Regions from separate parts of the Rattus norvegicus genome. Here all the other regions are linked to region 1. A link is a contact called in public Hi-C data. All regions are on one chromosome and are shown on one strand. Each heading gives the region's core, a stretch centred on a gene start, on an enhancer-like site or on the middle of the called end of the contact. The rest is flanking DNA. Distances are from core to core; before and after follow the strand shown.

Region 1 (4,618 bases), core at 1,493-3,992:
GTTTGTGATTCTTGTACTAGCCTTGGACGGAACAGAAGAATGCCTGAGGGGTAGGTGTTAGGATTCCCCCTGGTCTGTACTGTATGATCTAGAAGGGAGAAGGGGGAGGTTAGAAGGTGCCCCTGATTCTCTGAAACTCAGGATAAATGAATGATGAAACCAGTGGTTTCATTGGATTGTGCAATTTGCCAAGATACCTAGTGGCTATTCAGGGAACCACAATGAAATGCAGGCAAGAAAAAAAAAAAAAAAAAAAAAAAAAGCCTGCTGTCATCCTGCCAAGACTGCATCCCACATCCAAAGACAAGGAAGCAAAGGGACAGGAAAACACTAGGGGCAGACCCGTGTTCTGCTCACCCATGAATGAGGGCTCAGCAGACCAACTGTAAAAACACCCACAATGCAAATTATCGATGCCTTGGCATTTTAAAGGGGGATGGGGAAGTCTCCCAGAACCGAGACACTCTCGGGCCAAAATGTCACAGGAACATTTCATCACTGGGCTAATAAGTACTCATTCCAGGTGGTGCACAGCAGCATTCCGTATGGGAAAGTATGACCTTTTAGGAAAGAATCAGAAAAGCATCTCCCCCAGTGAATGTGCAAAGGAGATGGTAGCTCAGAGTCAGGAGCCACAGCCAGCCCTCCGGGCTCGATCTGTGCTGAGACACTAATCAGGCCAGGCACTCACCAGCTTGTAAACCGCTCTGCAGGGCCATGATTTTCTGCTGCTGCTGATCAATTAGGTTTGTCAATGCTTTCACGTGCTTCAGCGTCAGCTCGAGAACCACTGCTTTCTCCAAGTGACCCAAAGTCTGAGGAAACAAAAAAAAGGGAGCTTCCGTCACCTGTGAGGTCAGTGAAGTCCCTTCTGACACACACTATTTGTTATGAGAATTGGGTGTAGACAACGAGATAGGAAGAGCTTTTCCTGCCCCACTAAATTTAAAGTTTGCAGATGTGTTAACATATCCATATAACGATCAAAGGCTTAAAAAAAGTCAAACATGTGTTGCCTATCTTTGGAGGCATTTTGGTAGCTGTTACAGTCTCGGGAGTGAGCTGACAGATATATTTCTCCAGCAGCTGCCCTGACCTTAACTCAGGGGACTCCGGAGATAACATTTCCCTGCTGTGGTGTCAACTCAGGGAGGGATGTCTACTGTGTCTGGCAACCAAACGGCTTTCCCAGTGTGCTGAATTTTTTTTTTACACATCCCCCCCCCCCCCAAACACCCGTTCAGGACTTCCAGTCATGCAGGCTTTTCGTCTTCCTTTCCAAACACTTTTCCCGAAGGAAAATCCAGAAAGCTTTCGGTTACCAGTAAAGATGATGATGAAAAGAAAAGGCACACATTAAATAAAGTAGGTCCTCTCGTGGATGGTAAGAGGACAAGGAGAAGGGCATAATTTTTTAATCTCACGGTTTGTTCCTTTTAAGTTAAGGGAGACTACGAGGTGGTGAGAAAGAAAAAAAAATACCAAAAGGAAGCTGTGCTAGTGTTGGAGCCAACTTAAAGAGGCCCCAGATGGTTCTGGTTCTGCCTCTGCCTGGAAGTCCTGGGTCTGGGTCTGGGTTCCCTCCAAACCAGAACTACTAGGAGCTTTGATCCGCCCGTCTAGCCTGCAGTTCCCGTTGACGCCTGCAGGCGGCGGGTGACCCCCACCCGCCCTCTGGGCAGAAGAACTGGGTTGGAGCGCAGCCAGGTTCTCACTTACAGTAAGTTTGAGATGTTCGGGTAGGAGATCCTTCAGCTGGGCAATGCACTCGTTAATCCGGTCACGTCTCTTTTTCTCAATCAACCGGTGCGGCAATTTGTAAGTTTCCTGCAAGGAATAAATGGAAGCAGTGGGTGCCTGAGAAAGGGAACACGAAGCTTCCTCCCTTCCTCCCCACCCAGCACCAGAGGGAAAAAAATTCTGCGAGGGCGCAGAGACGCACCGAGGATCACCTTCTCTGCCCCTTCTTTCCCAAGTCACTCACTTGTGACAATAAGCTCATCACATCCCGAAACCCCCAGCCAACCTTCAAACAAGCAAACTTTTCCTTGGAAACTCAGCGCACGCGAGAGGCTAAGGAACGGGGTCCCCAGGGATGCACCTACCTTGCTGTCCTCGCTCCGTTTTATTCCCCGCCTGGACTTGTACACTTGGTACATGTGGGCAAAATCCATCCTGCAGGGAGAAAGGCCAGAAAGAGCCGTGACTCCCAAGTGCGTACTGGCTGCAGAAGTCCTACAGATGCAAGAAGCCCCCTATATGCCCAGAGATGCCCCAAGTTGAGAGTGGTATGGAAGACACGGTGAGGAGCGGAGACTTGAAGGGATCACAGCGCACACTTACCCTGACAGGTCTCCGTGCTCCAGCCCTGGCGTTTTGGGCAGGCAGGTAGGAGGTGGTTGCGCGCTGGGGATCCGCTCCATGATGCGGCGAGCAGGGGCCACTGTGCGCTCCTGTCTGCACTTAGCAGAGAGTCTGAGAGAGGACTGCCCTGGAAGGGAGGATCCGAGGGTCTCAAGGGGTATGTTCCTATGAGCTAGCCTGAGCTTCTTGCAATGCGCTGGGCTGCCAGGAGCTGCGGCTTTGAGGTGTCGCTTCAGTTGGGGGCGTGCATGACCGGGTGTCCCCCACGGCTTCTGGCTCCCGCTCTGCACACAGACTGGCGGTGTGTGCTCGCTGCGCTGTCTGCGCCGTGCGAGCCAAGTGAATGAGAAGTGGGGCGGGTGGAGAGGCGGGAGGGAAAGGGGGGGTTGCTTAGGGCGGAGCGGGGGGGGGGGCGGTGGTTGCTGGAGGGGACGAGCCGAGGAGTAAGGAGAGGCTGCGGGCTGGGTTAAATGGGAGCGAGTGGGTGGGTAGAAGCTACGTGTTCTACCCTGTGACTCCAAGCACGTCTGGCCGCTGCCGGGGAGGGAAGGAGCGACCTGCCCGCCCTCCCCCGGCTTCATCACATGAGTCTCACGTGTTGGACAACGCTCTGGCGGCTGCAAAGTGCCCCCCCTCCCCGCCGCCCCAAACCTCGGGCCCCAGGTGTCTGCGGCTGCGGCCTCCTTTCCCCGAAAGAGGGGGTGGCAGCGCAGCCAGAGTCCTGCCCAGCTGGGTGGGGGGCACGGAAGCTGGAAGGAACTGGGGAGCTGGGGGGCGGGGGGAAGAGTTGGTAACGTGGGCGAACCTGCCCCAGGGAAATGAAGTAAGTTCCCGTCTCCTGGGAGGGAACGGGGGAGGACGGATTCCGCCCGCGTCTGACTCAAGCCGGGAGAGGAATATCCCCTTGGTCGCTCCAGCCCAGCCCTCTTCCTCCTCCCCCGCCTGGCCCGCTCCTAGGAACCGGTGCGCAGCGGAGGGAGTTGTCGGCCCCCCTTGGCCTTCCCCAGAGGCTGGGGTTTCTTTCCGTCCTGGCTTCCCAGCCCCCCAACGCTCAGCCTCAGTGTCCAGGAATTGCCCGCCTTGGGGAGGGACCGAGGGCGGGGCGGATGTCACCCCATGGGAAGCGGGCTGGTGGCCAGGCGCTAGGGCAGCCGAGGCCGCCGCCGAGCACGCCGAGCGCACCTGACCGTGGACCGTGTGAGCCGTGCGGACCCTCCCCTCCCCCAACTCTCCCGGGAGCTCAGCTCCCGGGCGCAGCCTGCGGGTGGCCTGGCACCCGACTGGCGCGCACCCATCTCCTCCCGCCTTCCAGGGTGCCTCACTGCCCCCACCCACCCTGGCTAGTCAAGCACAGAAAGATACCGGGCACGGTGCCCGGCGTTCCCTCCCTCCTCTGCCCCCTCCGATGCAGAGGCGTCCGGGTCGCCTCCCCTCCGGCTGCAGAGTTACACAACCGCGGCGACGGCGCCTGCCCTGCAGCAGCGCGGGGCGTGACGCTTCACGTGGCCCAGACGCGGGCCGGAGCTCGGCTCACTGCAAGCCTCTCCGCGCCGGCTTCCAAGCCGTGACCCCCGCGCACCGGGCTGCCAGCCGGCATGGGATCCCGAAGCTAACCAGGAACTTGGGTGGCGCTGTTTGCAGTCTATTCCAGGACAGGAGAGAGGAGACAGGAGGACCCCCACTCCCACGCCCCATCCTCTTGGTTTATCACAGTGAAATCTCCACATATGTGCAGCACACACTCACTGAGCCCCTTACCCAGTCGAGCTCGTGGCTGGAGACAGTGGAGGTAACAAGCACGGATTTTGACCTTGAATTTACAAGGACCTTTGGGAGGGAGCCAACCAGGCCAATCAGAAGACTGCCTTCAGCAGAAAGTCTATCGGGGCCACTGGCAGAGAATATAAAACGAGAAAGTTTTAATTTAATACTAACCAAGACGTTTAGGTAGTAGAGGTTAACCCACAAGCCCGAGCGCGGGGCACAAGGGCAGCTCCAGGGGCCCCAGCGCTCTTCAATCTCGCGGAGGCCGCCGGGCCCCACCCCCACCGACCTGCATTGGAAAAATCTGGTCTCTTTGACCTTCTAACAGCCCGGAGCTGGGAAAGCCTCTGAAACGCAGAACCTGCGGCGCTGTGAGCGGCGCTGACACACAGCAAGGGGCCAGTGGAAAGTCGTGACTAAAATAAGGCCTGGCTGGGGATTTCACTGACCTCTGCGCTCCCCTGCCCTGCAAGTTCGGGGAGTTGAGAGA
Region 2 (4,618 bases), core at 1,444-3,943, 180 kb before region 1:
AGGAAGGAAGGAAGGAAGGAAGGAAGGAAGGAAGGAAGGAAGGAAGGAAGGAAGGAATTATGGAAGAACCATCCAACGGCAGAGCAGTTCCCAGACCAGAGAAAAAGAAGAAAAGAGAAAGACAATGAGGACTAATTGACAGGAACATAACTGATGCTGTGCTTAAGGTTCAGTTGGGAACATATGAAAAATGCCCTGTAAAATATTTAAGGGAGGTCATCTACAGATTTTCAAACTTTTCTGTGTCTCAATGTCAACTGTTAACCTTTGGTTGACTTTTGGTACAAAACAAAAATATCCAAAATAGGCACATACTTAAGTTGCAGGTACATGAAAGGAGAAAGGAAGAAAGAGAGAGGGAGGGAGGAAGAGAGAGGGAGAGGGGGAGGGGAGGGGGGAGGGAGGGAGGGAGAGAGAGAGGGAGAGAGAGAGAGAGAACTGCCATATGGACAGGAACTGGCAGAAAAGATCTGCTAAAAATAACTAGTGGGATTTTTCAGTTTCCCCTCTCAGATTTAATGAAATTTGTTCTCACAAGATAAAGGAAAGGGAGAGAAGAGGAGGGGAAGGAAAAGGAGGGGAGAAGAGAAGAGAAGGGAAGAAAGGGAAAGGCTGGAATTGAAGAAAACACAGCCATAGGTACAGTCTCCCCTGTGTCTCTTAGGAGTGGGACAACTCATTCCCTTCCTATAACCCCCCAAAGGACTGATGTTACTTCACAAAATTGTTTAGTCCCCTCCTCCAAAGAAACTGGGAGAAAATACATTTACATAAAGAAAGAGATGGAATTTAGCTCCGCTATAAAGACCTACATGGAGCCATGTGTTCAATTCCCAGCACTGCTCACAGAAAGCAGGGAGGTTTTGTTTTGTTTTGTTTTGTTTTGTTTGTTTTGTTTTTTAACATGTACAAAGGCCGATGTGGTTCATCAGCCTGCTACAACTACGAAAACACCCTGTCCCTCTGTGTGGGGTGCTCCCTCTTACTCGCTCATCAGGCTGCAAATTAAGGCACAAATCTACACATAACCAACCCACTCTTTACGCCCTTTTAGAGTATTAGCTAGCTTGTGTGTGGGAGTCACAGAGTGTGTGTAGAGGTCAGAGGACAACTCCAAGAGTCTCTTCGGTTCTTTTTTCTTCTTGCATGTGGGTCCTGGGGAATCAAACTCACTTCTGAGCAAAGTGTCAAGGGCCCTTACTGGCTGAGTCATCTCATCAGCCCATAGCTTTCCTTTTAGAAACTAAGAATCCTCCATAGCTTCCCACCAGGTAAAGAAAACATACACGCCAGATGTCCAAGTTTCCATGTAGAATGCCAAGACAATGAACACCCCAACTACACTCCCATCTAAGGAGAGGGAAACATCACAGTCACCAACCAGCCTGACTGGGACTGTGGCAGTGCACACCCTTCAGGGAGGAGGAACTTGGCTGGATGTCCTGCTCTCTTGGACTTTGAAGTCCACTAGAGTAACCCCGGAACTCCACCTTCCCATACGTGGCTAGTGGGCTAGGACTGGCTGACCTTCTGACAGCACCATCACCCCACTGGTGTTTACGATGATACCAAGCACTGACGGTGTCAGTCAACTCTGCGCCTAAGAAATCATCCTTCGAGGATCCAGATGGCAAATCTGAGCCAGGCAACTACCATCCCTCCCAACAAGCTCCCCTCAGTCTAGGAAGCGGTCCCTGGGAAGGAGAAACGCTTAACCCCTCATCCCAACCCGGTGTCCAACTCACTGGATGACCCCTTTCTAGGAACCCGCTCCTTAATGTTCATATTAAAAAGCTTTGGGTGTGGCATTTTGATCAGGAAAGGGGAAGGCTCGTTTTGAAGCTGAGTTTTCCAAGGGAAACCTATATAACTAGCACTTAATGTGTCCATCTGAAGCGAGGGACACTGTGACTGTCCCTTCCGGTCTCTGGCCCTCAGTTTCCCCATCTGCAACAGAAAATGTCAGGGACCAGAACTTTGGAGGGTCAGGGAGAATCAAGAGGATGGCAGTCCACCGGGTAGCGGAGAAGAGGAACCTCGGACTACGGCGGATCCTAAAGACCCTGGTGTCCTCTCAAAGACTCGGAGGGGCGGAAGGCAGCGCGCGGGCTACTCACGGGTCTCCGAGGTCAGGCCCCCGGCCGCGGCAGTAGATGGGGTTGAGCTCGTCCTGCGGAAAGGCGTGCGCCATGTAGTTGTCATAGCCGAAGACGAACATGCCCCGCGCCAGGTCGCGCATCTGGGCACGCAGCTGCGGCGGGAAGGCGCCGCTGTAGCGCCGCTCGTACTCGTCCAGGCCGCAGCCACCGCCGCCCAAAGCATAGCCCCAGTGCGCCGGGCCGCACACGCCCGGTCCCGGCCCTGGTCCCGGCGGGGTCTCGAGCCGCCCCTCTGTCCCGCGCCTTGGCCGATGAAGCCAGGACGGGCCTCCCGGAGGACCAACTGGCCCCGAGCCGTCGGGGTCCCTCAAGCGCTGGAAGCCGAAACTGAGCGGAAACCGCTGGTAGAAGCCCATGCTGGGCCCCAGCCCGAAGACCAACCAGAGCACTGCGTGGAGGCCGAGGCGCAGCAGCACCAGCCCCAGGACGAGCGCTCGCCATTGCATGGTCGCGCGGCCGCCGCGGGCATTATTTTGAAGCGCCGGGCGCGTCCCCAGCCGACGGCCTCCCCGCGCGTCCGCCGGGAGCCCGCTCACTTCCCCTTTAAGGAACTCCCTCGTGACGCACCAGGAACTGATCCATTGTCCCCCGCCCCGCGGACCTGCCCGGCCCGCCTGGCCCCGCGTTCGCCCGCCGGTCGCCCCGGATTGGCCTCGCACGGGCCCGGCCTCGAGGGGCGCGGCCGGGGACTCCCTCCAGCTCTATAGGCCACCGGGACTGCAAGGCCCCGCCCCGCCGCCGGGCCACGCCCCCTGGGCGGTTCCGAGTCTGGTCTAGCTGGCGTGGCGAGCCTAGGTGGCTCCGGCTTTTGGGGAAAGAACTTCCAACCAATAAGAGCGCGGCACGGGAGCTCCAGGAGCCGGACACTGACGCGGCCTCTGACCCACCCTAGCCCGAGTAAATGTTGTTCCTGAACAGAATGTTTCTTGAAGATGGATAGGAGAAAGCCCGTCCAGGTCTGGAGTAGTAAGGGTGAGAAAGCTAAGGGGCAGGGCCTTTAAGCAAAGGAGGTACCTACTAGGAATGAATATCTAGGGAAGGTCTAGATTTCCCCGGTCAAGACTGCATGAAATGTCATCCAGTTTTTGTTGTCCTGATTTTGTTTGTTTGTTTGTTTGTTTGGGGTTTTTTTTTTGTTTGTTTTTAGTGGAATGCCTTACTTTGGAAGAATCATTCATGATACTTCTAAAATACTCCGAAATCACATCCAATCCCCATCAAAGCGAGATTGGAGAGTAACACCAAATCATTTTCATCAAATCTATTTAAACATCTTTTCCTGACCTTCCCATCATCTCCACAGTGCAAGGCGGCGCAACCTTGGAAATGTAGGGCAGATTTGGGGTTTAATCCCTTTTAAGTCCTAATTCCTATAATTAAGGTTACAGATTTCATTTTTTAAGGGCTGTGGCTTTCTACACTTGGAGCGCCTGTAAGAGCTTATTTTGTGAGAGACAAAGGCCCAAGCAGTATTGGGGGTGGGGGGGAGGAAGAGAATGAGAGAGAAAAGTGACTGGACTAAGTTGCTGGGGACCAACTCACTCCAGTTCTTAACTGTTTCTGCCTCCCTCCCTGGAGCTAACACAAACTGAATATGAACATTAAGATATGCTTTGTTTCCTCCTTAAGCTACTTCTGTGCAAATTTTAGCTTAAGTTTATCTTGCACTCTAGTCAGCTGTCAGCCACTGTGACAGCAACTGTTCTCACGCTGTCCTGATTTTAAAAGATGAGTCTAATAACTAGAGAAAACCACCCAGCTTATGAAAAATGCTTTCCATGGCACAACAATAAGTGTCAGTAGAACAGGTTTTTGGAACACTATGGCGGTATTCCTATTTTATCTTCATTTTTTAAAAAACTAAAGTGGAGTATCTGTGACTGGCCCTCAGATTGAATTCATTCTCAGACTGAATGTAGCTGATGAAATTAAGACATCTCTATCTAATCAGAATACCCAGCCTTAAATATGAAAACAAATTCTGAGACAGGATCTCACTATGCAGCCCTAGTTTGCCTCCAGCCTGTAATGCTCCTGTCTCAGCTCCAAGTAAGATATTATAATCTTGAACCACCATACCTAGCACACTCTTGTTCTCTCTCTCTCTCTCTCTCTCTCTCTCTCTCTCTCTCTCTCCACACACACACACACACACACACACACACACACACACACGAGAAAAGGGTTGTGATAGGTTTTTCTAAATACATACATTCTCATAAAAATATCTCAGGACAAGCATGAAAGTCACTTTCATTTTAGTTATAGCTTTACTGTGCAGCTCCAAAGAGACAGCTGAGAATCCAATCAGAATCTTGCCTTCATAACCTTGCTAAGTTAGTTTCTGCACCTGTTTCCCCTGCTGCAAAATATTCCCCATTTTAAGACATAAACAATACCACAAACTCTCTCAAGCCCAAAAACACACAAAAAAACCAACAAACAAAAAACTTGTAGTA
Region 3 (4,618 bases), core at 923-3,422, 130 kb before region 1:
TTTCTTAACAGAGACTATCTCCATCATATAGTCTAATATTGACGGATAACAGAGGGTCACTAACTTCAACAGCACTGCTGACATTTGATAGTTGTTAAAATGAATCTAATTCAGAAGGGAGGGGGGCTTAAGAAGCTTCCTTCCCAAGAGCCATAAATCTGCAACTGCCGACCACACTGGCCTGAGAGTCAAAGGAAACGAGGCCTGCTCCGTCCTTTCTCAATGTATTTTCCATGTACCTGCTTTGGGTAGTACAGCCACTAGAGATATCTACATGTTATCACTTCCCTACTCCTCCTGGTAAGCCCTTAGAGCAACTCTCTTAAGAAATCTATTGTTATCTGCACTTCATAGATCAGAAAACCACAATCGACTCAACCAGACCCAAGGCTGCTAAGTGGCAGATCCAGATTTCAAATCCAGGACTGCTTGGCATAAAAGTTCGGGTTTGTTGTATCAAGCTACACTGTCTAGTGATAATATATGCACAAAAGTAAGCAGTATGTCTCTTGAATTCTACTCATTGATGCAGGTTCTTGCATTAACTCCTCCTCCACAGCAAATACAAGTGACCATACCAACACACCCACGATTACCAATTCAATCTTGTCGAGGAGACAGGACTGCCAAGGAATTGCCAATTCTTATCTTGGTTATATAAAACGAACAGCTCGAAGTCTATATAAAAGTCCTGGTATGAAAGAAAGCCTGAAGTTTGTTCTGCCTTATTCTCTTGGGGTGTGGGTGGGGGCAATATAGAAAGAGCCCAACACGAAGCATAGGCATTTCCCTCATAGTTATATTCAGCCATCTTCGAAAAGAAATTTTGAGTCTCTGCTCCTGTCTTTCACGCCTGTTGCTCTATTACTGCAGGGACTGAGTCACAAGTTACCTAGTTTCTCCCATGGCAGTGTGCAGCCAAACCAGTCTGGCAGCTCAGCTGTCTCTTGTGTGAGGATTCCAACAAGCCTCTTGAAGGTCTGAGAACTGCGGCCACTTCTCATCGGAACAACTGTAAAGTGCAACCCTCTAAGTACAGCCCTAAGACTGTGCAACGACTCCTCAGCTCCAAAGACTGACATTCACTCCCATTCCTTCCCCCGACGCAAACTCAAACAACCACTCTCCCACTGAATTAACCACCACATTATATTTAAGTGTATTTAATCTCCAAGCAATTTCCCCGAGCCTGCATAAGCTACGCCCCAATCCAAACAAATTCCTTCTCTAGGAGGAAAAAAAAATCTCTCTAAAGACCAAACCCTGCAGGATAGTTAACTTTATGTTGAACGCAGATCCATCTATCCGCCCGTTTAACACAATCACTCTGGAGAAACAGAGACTCGCCTCGCCCTTACTCCCTGCCTTAATAAATACTGGGATCTGGATGGTCACGCCAACAGTTTCCATCAGTTTGATCTCTGACTCTCCGTGGACCAGTGACAAAGACCAAGCGAACTGGAGGCGCCAAGGCTCCCCCTGGCATTCACAGATGCGCCCACACCGGTTGCCTGCTTTCACAATGCGGCTCCTTCGTCCCAAGTGGAGATTTCAGAGAGGCTTCCCGGCCGCAGGCGTTCTGGAAAAGGCCGAGCTCACCCGTCCGGATGAGCAAGTGACAGGTTGGAATTAACCCTTCAGCCTCCACAGCCCGAAAGGCGGCAACTGTGACAGACTCGGATTAACTCTTTCCAGGCCGCCTTAAAGACACAGCCCCCCACCAAAACGCAATGTGGAATTGACCCTCCGGCGCTGACCCTCCGGCTAAAACCTCCCAGGCCCACACCCAAAGGATCGCACGGCCCGGCCCTCAGGGAGGTGACAGGCCCCGGACGCCCGCCAGGCCGACCTCATAGGGCTGCTCACCGCGATGACATTGACGAAAGTGGTCTTGCCAGAGTACTGCAGCCCCACCAGCGTCAGTTCCATCTCCTCCTTCCAGAAGAGCGAGCGGAACCAGTCCAGCAGGCGGGAGATGAGCGCCAGCATGGCGGCGGCCGGCAGCGAGCGGGGACGGGCGCGGACGACGACAGACACTGCTTCCCACGAGCGGGTATCGGCCCGGAACCCGCCAACGGCTCTTCAGCGGGCCCCCCGGCGCGACTCGGGTAGACACAGATAGGAGGCTGCGACGGCCGGAGCCAGGAAGCCCAGCGGGTCATATGATTCGCCCTACCCCCCCCACGCCCAGCCCTGCGCAGCCGCGGAAGCACACGGCAAGAACGGCGAGGTCCCATAGACTCCGAGCGCCCGCCGGCGACATCGCCACCTGGTGGTGCGTCCCAAGGCACAGTGTCATCGCCTTGGTGTCAATTCACTTTGTCACATGTTTTTTCTCTTTCATGGTGGGTTCATTCACCATTTTTTTTTTCCCAACTTATTGGGCTCCTCACAGTCGCAGGCCAAGGATTTCAGTACTAGAGAGGTGTAGGCAGGAGGATCAGAAGTTCAAAAAGCAAAAACGGTAGTGTTACAGAAATGACTCGGAGGTTAAAGGGCTTGCTGCTCTTTCGGTGGACCGGAGAGTTCAGGACCCAGCACACACAGTCTGGCAGCCCTCAACAACTTGAGCTCTGAGGGGGGGGGGGGGGGGGGGGGGGCAGATCCAGGGCTTTCTGACCTCCGTCGTACACTCTGCAAGCACGTGCACATACTCCCACAACAAAACACATAAATCATAATAATCTTAAAAAAAAAAAAAGAGTTGGGGCTTGAGAGATGGCTCTATGGTTAAGAGCACAGACTGCAGTTCAATTCCCAGCAACCACTTGGTGACTCACAACCATCTGTAATGGCATCTGATGCCCTCTTCTGGTGTGTCTGAAGACAGCAACAGTATACTCACATTAAATTAATTAACTTTTTAAAAGAGTTGGTCCTCATTCACTTATTGACTGAATTTTTCTATAATTGTTTGTTGACAATGTACCCTGAAAGAAAATGTTAATACTCTGAGTAGTTGAACACGGAATAAAAAAAAATCAGAATTTGGGTTGGGATGTAGCCCAGTGGTAGAATGCTTGCCTGGCATGTATTGAAGCACTGGGTTCTGGGGAGGTTGGAGGGGGTGGGGGGCAGGGAGTGATCAGGAGGCAAAGTGAATAAATTAATTCATGGGAAAAAATTCTTTCCCAGCACGTAAAAGACATGGGGTTCGTTTCTAGCACAGCAAAACAATAGTAACAGCAAAATCCCTGCCCTCCTCTGGCTTACAGTCCAGTGTGGAGAACATACAGCAAACAGAGGAGAAAATGCTTCATGGTACTTCACGTTGTAAAGAAAACTGAAGAGGAACAAAGAAGAAGCTGGAACAGATTCTCTTGTCTTTAAGTCAGGTGGTCCTGAGTGGAAAGGCTTGAGGGAAGTGAGAAGGAGAAGCAGGCTGACCTTTGGTAGAAGCACATTCCAGGAAAAGACCCTGAATGGGGAAGGACAGTGAAGTGGTTTGGAGGTTGAAAGACGGTGTGCCGGAGGCAAGGGGGAAATGATGGAATTATATTTTAATTGAAAATATTTTTTTAAAAAGACACTCCGGCTGACTGCCCCAACTTCCCCAGTTGATATCTGCTTCGTATTTGTAAACCTCTAACTTGATGCTTTCTTGTTTAGCTCTCTCAACCAACTACTCTAGTCGCCTCTGCTGGATGTTGTGAGCTTGCTATTTGGTAGAGCCTGGCTACCTATCGCTACTTGCTATTTATTCTTTTACTTTTATTTGCTGTGTACTTAATAAGTACATTCATTTAAAGCCAAAAATGCAGCCAAAAGTTTATTCTTGGAACAATACAAAACACTGGCGTAGATCAGTGAAACCTGGAGTGGGGAGAGGTAGAAAGAAAATTCAGGGACAGGGGGAGTGGGACACGGGGCCCTAGTTTGGATTTGATGATAGAAGATGGGAAGCCAGGAGGTAACCTGAAGATTTAATTGTTTTTATTGTATGTGTGATTTTTCCTGCAGGTGTCTCTTTGCACCACATCCCTGCCTTACCTGAGAAAACGAGAACACATTGTATCCTCTGGAACTGGAGTTACAGACAGACAGTTGTTAGCCTCCATGGAAGAGCAACAAGTGCTCAACTACTGAGGTAACTCTGTAGCCCCTGTGGACTGACGTGTGTGTGTGTGTGTGTGTGTGTGTGTGTGTGTGTGTGTGTGTGTGTAAGACAGAGACAGACACAGAAAAAAATAGACAGAGGGAGATGAGACAGAGAGACAGAGACAGACAGAGAGACAGAGACAGACAGAGAGACAGAGACAGACAGAGTAAGGAGGGATCAGGAGTGTATTCATGCCACAGCACACATGTAGAGGTCCAGGGACAATTTGTAACAGTTGACTCTTCTCTTCTACCATGTGGGTTCCAGGCTTCACAGCAAGTGACCTTACAAGCTGAGCCTTGTTTAGATTCTTAGAGCTCAGTTTAGATTTTTCAAGGTTCACTGGGAGTGGATGAGGAAAATTGCTGCCAAACCAGACAACCTGAGTTCTATCTTCAGGCCTCTCACAATGGAAAGAGAAAAAAATAGCTAGTTGCTCTGTGATCTCCACATGCACGGCATGGCTCTTGTGCACAAATCAATACATAAATGTTAAAAGAATTTGTTTCAAAGTTCAAT

What was found. Hi-C and Micro-C count contacts between places; a contact is called where the count stands out from the background.
Region 2: a contact with region 1 is called in a Hi-C map of liver, with 4 times the contacts expected there. The contact joins the promoter of Edem1 here to the promoter of Bhlhe40 in region 1. A contact is called at or near these places in 6 of 12 Hi-C or Micro-C datasets (kidney, liver, mammary epithelial cells and 2 more).
Region 3: a contact with region 1 is called in a Hi-C map of kidney, with 3 times the contacts expected there. The contact joins the promoter of Arl8b here to the promoter of Bhlhe40 in region 1. A contact is called at or near these places in 2 of 12 Hi-C or Micro-C datasets (kidney and mammary epithelial cells).

What each region holds. Positions count from the first base shown.
Region 1 is chr4:143,172,574-143,177,191 of GRCr8, reverse strand. It overlaps Bhlhe40 (basic helix-loop-helix family, member e40), which reads right to left and starts at 2,742. Exons shown (of 5, transcript NM_053328.2): 1 at 2,344-2,742; 2 at 2,106-2,175; 3 at 1,720-1,827; 4 at 692-815. The coding sequence starts at 2,423.
Region 2 is chr4:143,351,750-143,356,367 of GRCr8, reverse strand. Edem1 (ER degradation enhancing alpha-mannosidase like protein 1) reads right to left here and starts at 2,693. Exons shown (of 12, transcript NM_001305279.1): 1 at 2,118-2,693. The coding sequence starts at 2,605.
Region 3 is chr4:143,302,185-143,306,802 of GRCr8, reverse strand. It overlaps Arl8b (ADP-ribosylation factor like GTPase 8B), which reads right to left and starts at 2,172. Exons shown (of 7, transcript NM_001024332.1): 1 at 1,867-2,172. The coding sequence starts at 1,989.